2 separate regions of the Mus musculus genome follow, and region 1 is linked to region 2. The links are chromatin contacts, called in public HiChIP or PLAC-seq maps. All regions are on one chromosome and are shown on one strand. The core of a region is the stretch at or near the end of the contact, and the rest is flanking DNA. Distances in the headings are between cores, read along the strand shown.

The links. HiChIP or PLAC-seq counts read pairs in DNA pulled down with a chosen protein or histone mark.
Region 1: a contact with region 2 is called in an H3K27ac HiChIP or PLAC-seq map of embryonic stem cells, with 4 times the contacts expected there. The contact joins two enhancer-like sites. A contact is called at or near these places in 1 of 115 datasets of contacts at active chromatin or transcription factors (embryonic stem cells) and 1 of 9 other capture datasets (embryonic stem cells).

Annotation. Positions count from the first base shown.
Region 1 is chr15:30,692,034-30,697,379 of GRCm38.p6, reverse strand. The region is part of intron 9 of Ctnnd2 (catenin (cadherin associated protein), delta 2); the gene reads right to left. Gm41283 (a long non-coding RNA gene) reads right to left here. Exons shown (of 2, transcript XR_875095.2): 1 at 1-5,346. Among named protein-coding and RNA genes, the nearest start is that of Gm41283, 11 kb to the right of the region's middle. Within about 2 kb of position 3,524, at least 58 of the 459 cell types and tissues checked have an H3K27ac peak or open chromatin away from gene starts, as enhancers often do. A contact at or near this core is called in embryonic stem cells, where this site is marked.
Region 2 is chr15:30,067,314-30,073,355 of GRCm38.p6, reverse strand. No RefSeq gene overlaps it. Among named protein-coding and RNA genes, the nearest start is that of Ctnnd2, 100 kb to the left of the region's middle. Within about 2 kb of position 1,440, at least 7 of the 459 cell types and tissues checked have an H3K27ac peak or open chromatin away from gene starts, as enhancers often do. A contact at or near this core is called in embryonic stem cells, where this site is marked.

The DNA of each region.
Region 1 (5,346 bases), core at 2,275-4,774, 620 kb before region 2:
CTAAGGAATGGGTACTGATTTCTCAAAATCCCCAAGGCCAAGTTTCATTTTTTTTCCAGCTTTCAACCCAACACATTATTCTGTTTTTCTAAAGAGTAAAAGCCTTAAATGGAAATCAAAGTCTGTAGCTAAAGAACTGACCCCTTTTTGCCTGAACTGGGGTTTGAAAGGGGCCTGGACTGTTTCCTTTCTTATTTCTGAGAAACTGGCTCAAAGGTGAAGCCTAATGGAAGCCTCTAAAGTTTTATTTTCCTTCATAGGCCGAATGACAGAGTCAGAACTTAACCCAATAAAATGTAGATTATGATGCATTTCCGTACTTTAAAGGGACCTCCATGTTTTATCCCTTTGAAATGATCAAAAGTGTACTCTGATAATTCATTAAAGCATACACACCTATAACTATGCCTATGTAATTCATATCTTTGACACTAAAGATCTAATTTTTAATTTTTGAGTGAAGTGGTTATTATGAGTAGTAGTATACACTTGGAGAAAAATATGTAGTAAGACATAATATATTGGCATATAATTATGAAATAAATAGTACAATTTAAAAAAAATACAACTTTTGCTGAGATGGTTTTATTTATGTCAATCAATGTTCTACAATGGGACAGGTTGTTTATCCACCCATATTCCTATTTTTGTTTACTATACATGGAAGTTTTTGAAATGCTATTGCCATAAAGTGGGGTTTAAAAGTGGGAGATTGTTCGCTGCTCGTGAAGAAGGGGCAGGAAATGGTGACGGGGACTTGGAAGGGGGATTTGCGGAATGAAGGCTATGGAACCTGAGGAGTCATCTTACTCTCAGATACACCACCATAGCCTGAGAACTGCTCGTCGACCACTCCAGGGAAGCATTCCCTAGGGCCAATCTCGGAGAACATCTAGTCTAGTCACACAGCTTGCATGGCTGCTTCCTTCTAGAAGCACTTGCAATTCTCTCCTCTGATCTGCCCTTCATCCTCAGTCCCTAAGAGTTGAGCCCCAAATCAAAACGTGTGCACCATAACAAGTTATATGAAACGTTGCTACCTTCTATTGATAACTCAGGAGGAAAAGGGCTGGGCAATACTGATTTTCCAATAGGAGCTTCTTATACTTTAATGAAAACGAGTCGATGTTAGGTGATCCTGCTGATATTGGTCTGTAGGTCTGGGAGTGGATACAGGACTCTGCAATCCTAACAGGAAGTTGCAGGCTGCAATATGATAGATACGCTTGGCCGAAGACAATGACTCGAATGTTCTTCTACCCTGATAAGATATTCATGACTGAACTTCCTGAGGGGCATCTATCTGATGGGAGACAGACCAAATGCTTCACCCGGATGGTGAAGATTGCCCATGCAGGAAGTGTCCATGTCTAGACTGAGTGATATCAGAGTGGCGAGAGATGCTACTGCTAAGATGCAATCAGAGGAGACTGGATGAGGTCATTTCACTGGGACTGATGACAGTCAAGGGCATGGCATGAGGACAAAGAGTGAAACAAAGCATTATAGAAATGATAAGGCTCTAGCAAGGATAAGTAATCCTGAGATAAAGAGTTCAAAGCTCCCTCATCAGACTGAGAATGGTTCAATTGGAGAAAAATGAGATATTTAAAGGATTTGGCTAGGGAAAGGGAGATGGGAACATATAAACCTTTGAAAGGCAAGAAAAAAATTTAGTAGGAGAAAACTACCTTTAAAGTCTATATTCTGATATTTTAAATGGTGGGTTTACATTTGATGGGTCATAATATGAATTTCATGGGACACCTGGCTTCTCAAATTCAGACATTTTATCACTTAAGAAACACTCTGAGTCTATAAAAATAAAATAATCCTAATATTTTATTCTGGCACAACACAGCAATAGAATGTCAGGCACATTTAACACGGCCCAGTCAGAGTGACATCTGAATGCTTTTGTTTGGTTCCTGGAATAAACTGGGTGTGGCGTCTGAAAGGTGTTTCTGATAGAGTCGGTGACGATGGCAATCACATGCACAGCTCTCATTTTGGGGTCTGGTTAGAATGCAGACCATGGTGTCTGAGGCATGGAGTAAGGGCCTGGGATTCTAAATTTCCCACCAGCACCTATGCTCTGATCCACACACTAGAACGCAAGCCTCTAGGTGCTAGTAAGTTTTGCCCACTCTAGAACTTGTTTGAGTAAAATAATATGTTTTAATGCAAAATTCAAAATTTTAAATTTTAAGTGATTTTAAGTGATGAAATGACCATTAGTTTCTAGAAATCAGTTTACTTCTATTGCTGGGCATGCCCATGTATCAGGATCATTTACATACATGCACAAAGACACACAAATATATATGTATATACATGGAAAACTATAAAACTGCCCATTTTCAAATCTCATTTTATAGAACCTTTATATTCATTTTCAAATTTTATAAAGTTGATAAATAGATCTATATTGACCTGCATATTGCATTTTAATTTTATACTTCATGAATCTTCAGGAAACCACATCTATGTGGAAAAGTGTTGGGCCTGCTAGACCGGCCCCTCTTTGGCCTTCCTAGAAAAGATATCACAACCACAGTTCACTCTACCTTGATCCTTCAGAGCACAGCTCTGTAGCTTCCTACAGAGTTCCACCACAGCTGAAGACTTTCATCCTCACACTGCCCAAAGAGACCTCTGCAAAGCATCAGGCAGATAATGCAAGCTCTGAAAAACCTCTCTCCAGCTACACACCATACCATCACCATCATGGCTGCTCACTGAAGATCCTATCCCAGCTTAGGCTGTGGTGATAAAATGCTAGCTCCTGAATGCCATTCACAACCTAACACAAATTTTCCCACTGGTCTGGAAACTGGGGCCCAAGGTCAAAGTGCTGGGAGGTTTTCCTCCTTCAGAGGCCTCTTTCCTCAATTTGCAAGTGACTGGATTCCCAGTGTCTGCATACAGTCTTGCAAGTCCGTCCTGTGGGGTGAGGGCCTCAACCCAGGGGTGTCAGTTTATCTTTAATCACCTGCTTGGAAACTGTTTCTACACATTGTGAGTCTAGCAGTTAAGACTTCATCATAGGAATTTAGAGGATGGTATTGCACCCATGACATATCTCTTGAGCAAGATTGAACCCCGGGTGCTGGAGAGTTCTGCACATAGAAGACAGACTAGAGGCCTAAGGCAGAGCCCAATCTTTAGCCTAATGGCCCCAGCAAGTAGAGCCAAAGAGAGGAATGGGAGGGAGGTAAGGGTGAGGGGCAAGGTGGCAGAGCAGGGCAGGGGGGCCTAGACCTCTCACCACAGGCAGTGAGGCCCAGGGCAGGCTGATTCCATCCACAGTGCCATTCTCAGAGATCCTGCCCGGTTTCCAAAAGCTTCTATTGTATCTGAGCCTGTGAACTGGTTTTCAATGAGGCCCTCCTGGCTGAGGCTGCTGGGCCCATTTCCTGTCTCTTTCATACCTCTCTGGAAACTTAACAACAAGCTCCTATTGAGCGAGCTTGCCACAGTGCATTCTCATTCCCTGCCACTTGTAAGTGTTCGCTGTGCAGAATGAGCGAATGCAGCACATTACACACAGGCGCTTCATCCTGGAGCATGGGCCGGAATGGCAAGTGCACAGGCCTGGCCCAGGGGCTGAAGGACTTCTTCTGCACTGCCCAGTTTGCCTCCCTTCTCAGTAACCAATGATGTCAGTAATAAAGCTGGAACTGCATTGCAATTTTGAAGAATGCAAATGTATTCTTTCTGAGGATTTGGTGCCTTGCCCTTGGGGTTAGAGTTCTGTTTAAAAGCATCCAGACAGACATAGGTCTGATTTGTGTGTGTGTGTGTGTGTATGTGTGTGATGTTTGTGTATATATATCTGAATGTGTTTTAAGTGTCTCTGTGTGTGTGTGAGAGTGTGTGTATATATGTGTTATGTTTGTGTATATGTATCTGAACATGTTTTGAGACACTGTGGATATTTGTGTAAATATGCCCACCACGGTATTTTACACATTACTCAGGGACACACAGTATTTGTCCTGCTAAAGCTCCATTTGCAACACTGACACCGTCATTTTCCTGATACTTTCCATCTGATTCATGACAAATTTAAATGTGTCAACCTTTCAGTCGTTCTCAGGACAGAGGACAATGAGCACATTATGAGGCGCTGATGGAAACACAACAACTCACCTAAAGATGCCCAGGCATTACAACAATGCAGAGCCCTTCAATGGCAGAAGTGCTCCACTGCGACCAACTTCATCTACCTGAGTGAGCTGTTTTCTAGCAACACCAGGCCTGGCTTGAGCCACGGCAACATCTTTGTGAAGAGACAGGAGAAGAGTCCTAATGGCTCTTGGGAGAACAGGATGCCTTCCTATTGGATTCCTTGATGTTGGTTGCAAGCTTCAGGGTTGGGGGCTTTCATGGTGACCTGGTGCCTCATCCTCGGTATGACTGCAAACAAACTGAGTCAGGGGCTGGGGCTCTGAAGCCAGCAGGCAGCACGAGGAGGACTGACGTTATTAAACAGAATTATATGCTGCATAGCATAAGCAGTGACTAAGGGTGATTTTAAATAAAAATGTAAGAGCTAAGTCTTCAATTACATTTCTACTCAAAGTTGATAGGAGTTTAAGCATGACTGTTTCCTGTGTACTTCCTAGTCACTCTTTCGCCACATCATTTACTTGATGCACATGTCTTTCGGTATCCAAAACAGCGCCTGACCGTTCGCTCAGTAAGTCTTTGCTGAGTAAAATCACAAAATGCCCAAAACTGACTCTGATAAAGATGCTTAAGTGGTATGAACAACTCTCAAGTGGTGTGAATAAGTGTTTTTGTTCTCTAGAATAATATGGCATCTAATTTTAAAAAGCTACTTTACGCTCATTCTTTAACATGGTATTGTGGTTATTATAATTAGGAAATATGTTATTACAGTATGTTTATAGAACTTAGTGGCCCATTTGAGGAGCAGTGCAAAGCAGCAATGCTGTGGTAACCTACAGAGAAGTGGCTTCTACAATTTTCTATGAGGTGGCGGGAGGCACAGCTTGGAAACTGTTACAGTCAGGATCCACCTCATGACCCATTCTCTCTCTGGCTTCCTTGTTCTGCCCCTAGGTAGGCTTCTATTTAAAAGAAGCAGTGCCTGGCCAGCATTTTGTTGCCCGTTACCCTGTGAGTGTGCATTTATGCATACACATCAGGATCTGTGTGTATGCATGTGTGTGCACATATATGTACAGGTATGTGGGTACATGTCAGACCCTGTGTATATACATGTGTGTGCACATATGTGTACAGGTATGTGGGTACATGTGGAGGCAAGACATTAGGTGTCTGTCTCAATTGCTGTACTCCTCGACGTTTTAGTCATTC
Region 2 (6,042 bases), core at 191-2,690:
GTGAGTGATTTGGGGTGTCACCTCTCCCGAGTCAGAACGTGGGGGAGTCCTCACGTTGTGGGTCTTTCATTCTCACAGAAAAAAAAATAGAATAGGAAGAGATACAAGCAATATGAATTTGCTCAGAAATTCCAGTGTTATATATCATTTGAGATACGGAAAATGCCTTATTTTGCAGATTTAATGTTGAATACTTAGTTTGGTCCAGAAGTGTTTTGTCATATCTTATATAAGAAATGCACTGCTAATTAGGATGGAGCTGACACGCCTATCTTTTCTCCTCTAACAGCAACAGAAAAGTCTTTTATTTTAAGTAGAGATTTAAAAAGAGAAGAACACATGTTTATAGAATTTTCATAGAATTTTTTTTTATTTCTTTGACTAATGATCCATTCATTTGAAGTTCATCAGTCTTTTAACTTACATATTTTATATTTGTCTTAGTCGGGGTTTCTATTCCTGCAAAAACATCATGACCAAGAGGCAAGTTGGGGAGGAAAGGGTTTATTCAGCTTATACTTCCACACTGCTGTCCATCACCAAAGGAAGTCAGGACTGGAACTCAAGCAGGTCAGTAAGCAGGAACTGATGCAGAGACCATGGAGGTGTGCTCAGTAGTTGCCAGTGGCCATGGGTTACTGAGTTCCTGAAAGGGAAGCTGGGATTGGATAGGAAAGCCAAGAAATAATGAGCCAAGACATAGTTCTCTGATCAAGGCTCAACTTTAATTCTAGGGTCTTATATTTAAAGAGAGGGGGACAACCCATCCCCTACTATGCGTGGATCTCATGGTCATTTGTCATGATCTGTCAGGAAAACAAGCTCCACTGCTCAGCAGGTAGCTTCTTGCAGGAAGCTGCAGATGTGGTAGACAAAAGACTTTACCTAGGTTGGAAGACTCCACCCTAGGTGAGTTAGCAACTCTGGCACACAAGGTCTAAGACAGCCTGTTCAAGACTTGGGGGGAGGGCACAGTTCCTCCCTTTTTATTTATTAAAAATTAGCTGGACTGGGGCATAAAGTTTACTTATGCTCCATGGTCTTGCCCAGGAATTATAGTGGCTGGCAGCCGTGCCTGGCTGGGGTCTGAATGTCTGTACTCCTTCTGACATGTCCCTGAGAACAGGTGCAGCTTGTTTGTATTTATTTGCACAAACATGGCATTTTAGTGTTTATTATGAAGAAACATGGTCTTTTGGCACACACCTCTGTCTTAGGTTGATAAGAGTCATAGAATCATCAGTGGCCCGTCTTTGGCTACCAGTCCTCATAGCACACCTTTTCCTCACTCAGACCAAAGCTACAATATCCATTCAATGCATTTCTTCATAGCAATGAATAACTGCCATATCTAAGCTTTGCCGAAGGCAAGCCTGTATGGATGTAACTGACCTGCTTGAAATACAAAGTCAAAAGTTAAAAGGAACAGGATTAAGGTTGTCTGTGGGGATGTCCCAGGCACTCAATTCAGTTGCAAATTCGCAACAATCAGGCCCAAGTCTGGCCTCCTGGTGTGGGGGAGGTGGTTTTGAGAATCTTCAGAAAAACTGTTACTTCTCAGGAAATAGTGGTAAGAGCCAGGTAAGCTGGCTGAAAAAGATTTTTAGTTATCTTCATAATTGGAATCTCCAATATTGGATTTATTTCTAGACCAGTCCATGATTGAGTCAGAATAACTGTCACATTAAAGGAAAGAGAAGAGTCATTATAACTCTCCTTTTCATTATTTTTTCTAAGTCAGTTTCCACAGTCTCTATGTTCTCTGTCCCACAAGGTATAAAAGCTTGAAGCAAGGCAGCTTAGCTTGTCTAATCTGGTTCACAGGCAAGCAAAGGTGGGTCAAGAACATAGACCCAATACAGCTTTCCTGTCACCATTGTCAGGGCATTCAGCAAGCTTACAGGTCACCTTTGTGTCAATATGTCACACCAATCACTTTGGCAGTTAGCAAGCTCCTGCAGCATTCAGTGGAAAGAAACACAAACATGACCTCTTCCCAATAATAAATATCTGAATAGGGTCATGATATATGCCAATAAGTGGATCCATCTCACCTAGGCATGAGTATGCCTAATGGTAGGATGCTATAGACAGACACTCAGCAAAGAGTTCTTTGGCATCCAAATTTTAAAATTATAAAAATAAAAAGCATGATTTCAATAATGTGCACGGGGAGATAATTCTCCCCTTTTTTTGTTTTTTAAGAAGATATTGTTTCAAAGTTCCACAATACCTTGTCCTTGAGAAGTATAAAAAAATCCCAGTAACATGGGTAACACTAAATTGTTCACAAAATATCTCAAATGCTTGACTGTAATAGCCAGTTACATAATCTGTTTTAATCTGTTTTCGAACATCAAGCATAAAAAAATAATGTAAGCAATGACTAATTACATTTTTAGTTGCTTTTCCTGTTAAGGCAATTGCAACTAGAAATTCTGAAAAGGTATCAATAGTCACATGTGCATATTTTATTTTTGTAAAATCAGAAATATGAGTATCCATTTGCAATAACTGATTAAATATAAGTTCTCCAGAATTAACACCATTATGTTGAACAGGCAGAAATTGAAGATATTGAGAACAAGTTTTTTCAATTTGACATGCACATTCTCTAAAAATACCAAACTATTATCTCAAGCCATTACTATTTTGATGATGTAAAGAATGAGATCATATGGCCAATTGTTCTTATGTAAGACCTATAGCCTGCCTTGAATACAAATCTGGGGTGGCATTGCCTTAAGGGGTCTTGTCTAGGCAGTTCAGAACAAGTTCTTAAATGTCCAAAGACAGTCCTTTAAAGGAACTGTATTTTCTCTTAACTTGAGTTGCATATGCATAAACAATTGCAAAATTTGAAAATTAGCAGTATCTAAAAGAGGAATATTTTCAAGCAATTGTAAGCCCTGATAGATATATTATATATATCTATAGATATATAGATATAAGCTATCATTATACAAATTAAAGCTTGATTTTTCAACATTTCAAAACACTGGCTACAGCATGAAATTTAATTATCTGTGCTGAAACAGGAAAAATCTCAAAAGAATCAACATATGATCCAATCACATATACTTCTCTCCCATAGAAAGGCTGTTTATAAATACAGTAGATGTATTCTTTATAGGATGTGTGCATAAATTTACAGGAAGTACAAGAACATGCATACATGCAAATTTTAACAACTTAATCTTTTGGATAACGATTATCAGTTTTACCTAAAATGTTTGCTATGCAATAGGCCACATATCGATATTCTGCAATAACCAATTTAATTGCTGTTTGAAACAAAAAAATAGACGTCTTATCAGGTTTTTAAGACATTTTTTTTCTAAAACACCTTTATGATTTCATCTTACAATTCTTTATTAAGGTGTTAATAATACATATAGCTTCATAATAGGATGTTAAAACTACTTGGAGATGAAGAAAGATGATTGCACATTAATTCTCTCTTTTGCCAAAGAATTGCTGTGGGCTCGTGAATAACAAAAACTAGAATATACAGCTAATATTTGATTACCATTGATTACAATTGATAACAATTGATTACAGTGGCTTCCTCTACTTTCTGCAAAGCATTTTGTTTCTTGCCAGTTAATTTGCATCTCCCTTGATAACATACAACAAAGGCTTAAGTTCTTCTGTGGTGAGCTTAAGGAGAGGTCTTATGGAAGCTTTAAAAAAATAATTTGAAGTAAACAAATCATCTTTTCTTTCTTAAATTTTCTGTACCACAATTTTTCTAGGATATAGGTCCTAAATATTGGAAAAGATATTGCCTTTGAATCTTTTCTGCAACAACTACTCCCCAAAATCTTAAAGCTTGTTGTGTAAGAGCAGAGGTTTGTAGTAAATTTCCCTTCAGAGGCATTAGCTAATAAAATACTTTCCATATAAGAAACAATATACACGGACAGATTCAAAGTCCTAGCTTCTTGTATTAAAGCAGAGACAAAAAAATTCTTTTTTTTCTTACATAATGTAAGGCTATTAGAGGCCAAACTTTCCAATGAATACAAGCGCACTAGGAGCAAACCCATTACAATGATCAGGATGCCAAAGGAAAAAAAAAAAAACCTTCCAAATCCATAATAATTCTATATGGAGTAGGCAGCCCAGATCGTAATGCTTTTAGAAGTTCCCCAGCCTCATTGACATTTCATAAATCTTAAGTTCAAACTATATTTTGAATAACACCTGGATAGATCTGTAATAATGTTGTTTTGGCTTAAAAATAATACCCTGGAGGCAAGGAGAGGTGAGGTCCCAAAAACTTCTCTAGGCAGGGTTTGCAAAACAAAAGAAATATCAGCTGCTCTGAGCTTTGTATTAACTCAAATGTAAATATTTTAAAATCTGAGCTGATTTCCTGAGGTCTGGCCCAATGACTACCCCCAATGACTGCAGCGAAGACAGATTTCAGGGGAGCAATTCTACTGTCTTTTGTTTTGCATGGCCTGATGGACACAGTGAGCTGCATTAGCATTTTCATAAGACAAAGGAAACAAAACGAACCCCTGCTTGAGAATCTCCAAAAATTCTACTATCTGTTTTTAGTAGTCTATCCACAAAGTCCTGAAAAAGTTCATCAGGAGCCTGTTTGATACCAAACAAATTTTGCAGAGATTTTCTTTCCAATCTTGGGGGGTTAAATTTTGCTTCTAACAAGGTAACCAATAAAGCTTGTTTAAAAGAGGGCAGCAGGTCCATACTGGCCACAGCTGCTATTACTCTTGAAATCATCCTAATTACAATATATGGGTGAGTTAAGAATCCTGAGCTTGTGATCAAAGTGAAAACTGCAGCCAATGGAACACTGGCAATTTAACCGTACTTTTTAAGTTTCTTTTGCAATATTAGAACATCGCCATAATTTTGGGAAGCAAAACCCAATTTTAAACAATCCATTCTCTTTAAAATCAATACTGAAAGCATTACTTTCACTTTAGGAAGTTTGGCTACCAATTCTTATATATGAATGCATGACAGTGCAACTTTTAATGCTTCATTAAAGAGATATTGTTTTAAATCGTATCCCTCATCAGTCTAGTTTCTAGGATAATAATTTCATAAAATATTATCCAAATTTAGAAGTATCTTTAGAGGCCTGTTTTCCTGGTCTGGTTCGTGCCACGTGTTGTTGTTTAAAATGAAGCCAACCCTGAGTTACCAGTTTTAAGCTAACTTTCTGTTACCAATCTTACACTATTTTTTTTATCATACCCAATAATTTATAAGCCAATAGTCTATGACCAAGACATGCAGAGTATATTTATACCTTTAAGACCCATCAGAAACCAAATGAAAAAAAAATGAAAAAAAAAAAAAAAAAAAAAAGAAACCAAATGAAGTGGCTACACAAATCTTATAAATTTAGAACAAACAAGGAACTTTTACTTTTCTGGGTATAATTTCAAGAGAAAAAGCACTTTGTCATTTGCTGAACCCAATAATCACAACTGCAGAGATTTTTCTTGGAAAAAGCAACTATCATTTTATTTGCCTTAGAACTAAGAATCTGCTGATCCCTTTTAAAAGCAGCTTTTCAGCAGGGCCTCTCCTGCTGTGCCCGACTCCTGGCTAAGGGTGCAGGCCAACTTAAATCAGCCTCCACTGTGCAAACTGAGACTGAATCAATAGATGGCTAGCCAGCAGATAAAGTTTTAACCATTTTCTCTTTTTATCATAAAACATAGAAGAATAGTTATTCAGACAATGAAACAAAAACAGACACGAATTGACATGTGGACAGAATGGTGCACCAAACACAGACAATACAGAGAGGGTAAAGAACTTGATGTAACCAGAACTAAGGATGTCTCCTGTAGGGGCCAGAGAGAAGGCAGGATGTCTCCAGATTTCCTTCTGTCCCTGGGAGAGCTCTGAAATCCATTTTCCTTCTCTCTTCATCTCTCTTTCTCTCATGTCACTTCTATATCTAGCACCCCCCCATTTTTTTTTTGTTTTTTACTCTTTTTATTTTATTTTATATTTAATTTATTTTTTAATTAGGTATTTTCTTCATTTACATTT